2 separate regions of the Oryctolagus cuniculus genome follow, and region 2 is linked to region 1. Evidence: chromatin contacts called from public Micro-C data. All regions are on one chromosome and are shown on one strand. The core of a region is the stretch at or near the end of the contact, and the rest is flanking DNA. Distances in the headings are between cores, read along the strand shown.

The links. A called contact is a pair of places that touch in the nucleus more often than the background predicts.
Region 2: a Micro-C map of ear pinna shows a contact between it and region 1, with 6 times the contacts expected there. The contact joins the enhancer-like site here to the promoter of FAM177B in region 1. A contact is called at or near these places in 3 of 6 Hi-C or Micro-C datasets (ear pinna, psoas muscle and an unstated tissue).

Annotation. Positions count from the first base shown.
Region 1 is chr13:37,132,913-37,135,612 of mOryCun1.1, forward strand. It overlaps FAM177B (family with sequence similarity 177 member B), which reads left to right and starts at 1,320. Exons shown (of 5, transcript XM_017347652.3): 1 at 1,320-1,459. It overlaps LOC100350515 (tubulin-specific chaperone A), which reads right to left. Exons shown (of 1, transcript XM_002717491.5): 1 at 2,122-2,700. The coding sequence starts at 2,697. The coding sequence ends at 2,374.
Region 2 is chr13:37,444,584-37,447,283 of mOryCun1.1, forward strand. It overlaps a transcript of TLR5 not described here. Among named protein-coding and RNA genes, the nearest start is that of TLR5, 20 kb to the right of the region's middle. Within about 2 kb of position 1,413, at least 2 of the 8 cell types and tissues checked have an H3K27ac peak or open chromatin away from gene starts, as enhancers often do. A contact at or near this core is called in ear pinna, where this site is marked.

The DNA.
Region 1 (2,700 bases), core at 70-2,569:
CAGGTCCCCGCTCTCCAATTCTGATCCGGCTTCCTGCTAATGTACATCCTGGGAAGCAGCAGATAGTGGTTCAAATACTAGGGCCTCTGCCACCCTTGTGGGAGATCTGGATGCTGTTCTGGGTTCCTGGCTTCAGGCTGGCCCAGCCCTTGCTGTTTGGGAGTGAATCAGTAGATTGAAGGTTCTCTCTCTCTCTCTTTGTATGTGTGTGTGTGTCTGCCTATGTCTCTGTCACTCTGCTTTTCAAAAATAAATAAAAAGCATGTCACAGGCAGCGTTAGGACCTCTGTATGATCACTTACAAAATATCCATGTCTAGGTATTTGGCATAAAGTTGGAATATATTCCCCAGGTTTTTGTGAATCAAAACTGTTCACTTTTGAGCTCTCGCTATACACAGGCACAAAGATGAATCTTGTGTAGCATATTCTAAAATGTCCATTAGGTGGCAGAAAAACATTCACTAAATCCACTATGAGCTAGTTCACTTGCTCTTTCTCCCTCTCTCTAGAAAAACATTCGCTGTCCTGTGAGCTAGGTTGGTCTCCCTCCCTCTTTCTTTCCCTCCCTCTGTAAGGAACCCTCTGAATTAAAAGATATATATGTCTACTTACTGCACATTATTATAAAGAACAGAGTCTAGTATTTCCAGAGCACTGACAGGTATCATCAACCTATGTTATAATAGAGGTGAGCCAGGTGTATGTGAGATAGGGGTGTGCATTTATATTTATTTCATTTGGATCAGAAATCTGAGTTCAGATGGTTTTGAAAGGAGGAAAGACCTCTTTCTAAAATTTTTGATATTTAAACTCTTCAGCTTGAAGCAGGTTGGGAGGGGACTGGGAAAGGAAAAAGGAGGAATCCTCTTGGAAAACGATAGTGTCTTGGAAGCAGCCTGTTGGAGCGCCCTATGATACATGAACTCACTAAATCGAAAATCTTCTATCTTAGTTGTCTTGAAAGAAGCCTGTTGTTTGCACCCTGTGTCATTTGTGCATCGACTACTAAAGCCCAGGTCTCTCTGTGTCTGTTTGGAAGTTGCTTCCTTTCCTACTCTTTTTAAGGTACTGGCCCCCAAATTGCCTGCACATTGGGATAACCTGGGCAGCTTAAAAAATCACTGATGCCCATGTCCCATCCAGAATTGGGATTTAAGTCTGGAGCACTGCATGTTTTCAAAAGAACCTCAGATGATTATAAAGTGACAAGTCTGAGAGCCTCTGGGTTTAGTTCATGGTGAATGTGTAAATGTGGCAGACCTTCCCACAACTCAAACATGTTCCACCCTTTAGACACACAAGAGAACACTTCCACGTCAGCATGGTCAAGGGCTCTGTACGGCTTCAGCCTAGTTTTATGAATTTATCCATTGAGAAACTTTTAGTACCAGATTTGGTACTACTTTCAACACCAAAAGTACCACTTTAGCGATGAAAGAAAAATACAGAGGACTTACGTGAGTTACTGTTTTAGAATGTTTTGATTTTTTGATTATAGTTATAGAATGCTTATTTCCTATGGAACTGATAATATATCCTTTTACAATCTTATGCTCAGCATATAATTGGTCTTACCAAATTAGAATGGATATTTCTGTGGCCTTTGACATCAGAAACTAGATAACACCTCTTCTTATTTCTTACTGAAGCTTTTCTGTAATTTACTGGCACTAGATTGGGGAAAACAATGTTTATCATTCATCTCTCCTGGCTATGTATGACACATGGAACCTTTGATGAGCCTTTTGCAGTTTTGGCCTTGACGACAGTATAGCCTCAGCATTATACTAACAGGATTTGGCGATGTATGCATATATACATAAGCATATGTAAATAAGAATGTATGTGAGCATATATTCCATCATGTTTTAAATGGCTGTAAAACATTATTTAAATTCAGTTATGCTAGTCTTCACTTTAATACCTGACTGGAAATTTGTTTACATTTATTATGATTACTGATTTATTGGAGTGGTTGACAGGTTTTTTTAATTGATTATGCTTTTTCCTTGCTCATTTTCTCTCCTGTTTCTTGCCTTCTGTCAGACTGTTTCTTTTCTTCTATGGATTTTGAAGCTATAAATTAAAACTCCTTTTTTTTTTTGTTATCTTTAAATTCTTTTTTTTTTTCAGAATCTACAGATTTTATTTTTGTCAAAAATGTCTATGCGATTGAATAACAGGTTAATTAAAATATTTATAAAATCTGAAATAAACAAGCTTATTAGATAAACTCATTGATGCACTAAATGAGGCAAAGAAAAATGCATGGAACTGCGTAAGAACAATCACACTGAACGGAGCAGTGTCAGCAGTGAGCTGCCGAGTGGACCCAGGCTTTGGCGCGAGAAGCACCCTGCGCAGACACGTGTCAGGCTTCCAGCTTCACCGAGTCCAGGACTAGCCGGGCTTCCTTATATTCCTCAGCTTCTTCCAAGTCTTTTTCACTTTCCAGGATCTGCTGCAGGTCGGTGCAGGCGGCTTCCAGCCTGCGCTGGCAGTCCGGGATCATCATGCGGGACTCCTGCAGGATCTCCGCCTGCTTTTTAATGGCATAATTTTCACCATCTTCAGCTCTCATTTTTTCAATCTTTTCTTCTTGTTTTGCTTCTTTTTCATACATCACTTTTTCTTTGACCAGTCGCTTCACCACGCCGGTCTTGATCTTGATCTGCCTCACGCGAGGGTCGGCCATGGT
Region 2 (2,700 bases), core at 163-2,662, 310 kb after region 1:
GGGTGTGGAGTGTGGTGTGGAGGTGAGGGTGGTGTGTGGTGTGGAGCATGGTGTGGAGGTGAGAGTGGTGTGTTGTGTGGAGTGTGGTGTGGAGGTGAGGGTGTTGGGTGTGGAGTGTGGTGTGGAGGTGAGGCTGGTGGGTGTGGAGTGTGGTGTGGTGGGTGTGGAGTGTGGTAGTGTGGTGTGGAGGTGAGGGTGTTGGGTGTGGAGTGTGGTGTGGAGGTGAGGCTGGTGGGTGTGGAGTGTGGTGTGGAGGTGAGGGTGTTGGGTGTGGAGTGTGGTGTGGAGGTGAGGGTGTTGGGTGTGGAGTGTGGTGTGGTGGGTGTGGAGTGTGGTGTGGAGGTGAGGGTGTTGGGTGTGGAGTGTGGTGTGGAGGTGAGGCTGGTGGGTGTGGAGTGTGGTGTGGAGGTGAGGGTGTTGGGTGTGGAGTGTGGTGCGGAGGTGAGGGTGGTGGTGTGGAGTGTGGTGTGGAGGTGAGGGTGGTGGTGTGGAGTGTGGTGTGGAGGTGAGGGTGTTGGGTGTGGAGTGTGGTGTGGAGGTGAGGGTGGTGGAGTGGAGTGTGGTGTGGAGGTGAGGGTGGTGGGTGTGGAGTGTGGTGTGGAGGTGAGGGTGGTGCGTGTGGAGGTGAGGGTGGTGGTGTGGAGTGTGGTGTGGAGGTGAGGGTGGTGGTGTGGAGTGTGGTGTGGAGGTGAGGGTGGTGGTGTGGAGTGTGGTGTGGAGGTCAGTGTGGTGGTGGGAGGTGAGGGTGGAGGTGATAGCGCGCCGTGTGCCGCGTGGTGCAGGTGAGAACAGGACTAGCGTGGACGCTGAGGCACTGCGAGGCCAGGCGGCTGCCCCTGGGAAGCGGGATTCTGAGTGTGCACTTGTGGTGGCTGTGAGCGCGAGTCTCCCTGGGGTTCCGGGAGCGGCTGCGCGGGGCCGCGGGGTCTGAGGCGGCAGAGGCGGGCGCGGGGCGGGAAGGGCGGGCGCAGGCAGCCAGGCGCCGGCCGGCCGCGTGCGAATTCCAGCCTCCAGCCCCCAGCCCCGTCGCTTCCGGCGTCAGGTGGCAGGGCACGCTGGAGGCCTTTGAGTCGGTGGATCCGGAAGGCTCCCGAAGGTCTGGGTGCGGGAGGAAGGCCGGGCCTGGAGTGGAACCCGCGGCCTCTCGGTGCCGCCTCCTTTGGGAGAGAATAAATCCCAGGCAGGCTTCGGGGCGTCTGGGAGCCTGGGGCCGTGAGCCTGCAACGCCACCTGGGGGCGGCGAGAAGAACGGCCGCGGAGCCACGCACACTGCGACTTGGCGGATCCAGCAGGTCCTCGCCCTGGTTAGGGGTCACCTCTCCTACGCTGACACCTCCCCCCCACCCAAGGAGGATGCCCAATTCCTTGGAAGTTGCTAGGCATCCATCAGTTGGCAAGAAACACTCCCCCAACTCCAAAGAAAAGCATAGGTTTCCCTTGAGATTGCCTTGCCCAAGATCTCAGGGTGACGGAGAGCCGTGGCTCCCACCCTCCCTGCCCTGCTGTTTGTCAGTGTGGCTGTTTCACCTAGAGGCGGTAGTCCTTTAAGATGTGTGGAATATTAAACACGGGAAGGCGGCGGAGCCTGCTGGCCTACTTAACAGGTGAAGAGACTGAGGCTCAGAGAGGCTGCGTCCCCTGACTCCCAGCCCAGTGCTCTTCCACTCCTGTGCTCTCCAGCGCCTGGCCGGCCCTGTGCAGAGGGTCCCCCAGTGACAGAGAACAGAGGGACTTGTGATCTGGGCAGAGGGCCCAGAACTGAAGCAAGAGGAGCACGCAGCTGGTAAGCGTGAGCCCAGGCAGCGACCACTGAGGAAGCACCTGGCCGCCAAGGTCCTGGGGCTGAATCCTGGGCCTGGGAGGAATGAGGCCGGGCGGCCCCTGGAAGGCTCCGGAGTTCATCGTGCAAACTACAGTTTCCATGGAGCAAAGGGGGTGGGTAAATGTCACACCTGAACTTGACCATGGCCTGGCTAGAGCAGGCCCTGGGCCTCCGGCGTGTCCTGCCTTGCAGCCTTTGCTTCCACCTCCAGGAGCGCCTGCAGCGCCTCTCTCCTGGGGAGCAGGAGCTAGGCTCGCTGTGGGCAGGAGGGGTGGGCCAGCACCTGCAGTGGGGGCTTGCACAGAGGCTGGAAGAGACCCAGAGGCTGGAAGACAGGTCGAGTCCTTGTGGGCAGGCCTGGCCTCTCTTGAGGGCTGCAAGGGAGGCGTGTCCCAGGCCTCTCTCCTTGGCTGGCAGCTGGGCTCTCCTGCCAGCGTCTCTCGGCTCACGGCCTCGCTTCTGCATGCCTGTCTCTGCACTCCCCTTTCTTCTAGGGGCATCCGTCCATCGTGTTGGATGAGGGCTCACCCGCATGGTCTCGTTTTGGCCTGATTGCCCTTCTAAAGTGCCTGTCAGCCGGCGTTGTAGCGTCACAGGTGAAGCCACCACCTGCATCGCTGGTATTCCAGGTGGGTGCTGGTTCGAGTCCCAGCTGCTCCATTTCTGCAGCTCCCTGGGAAGGCAGCGGAGGATGGCAGGAGTTCTTGGGGCCCTGCATCCATGTGGGAGACCTGGAAGAAGCTCCTGGCTCCCAGCTTTGGCCTGGCCCAGCTCCCACTGTTGTTGCCATTTGAGGAATGAACCAGCAGATGGAAGAGTGCTCTCTCTCTCTAACTCTGCCTTTCAAATAAACATATAAATCTATTTATTTGAAAGGC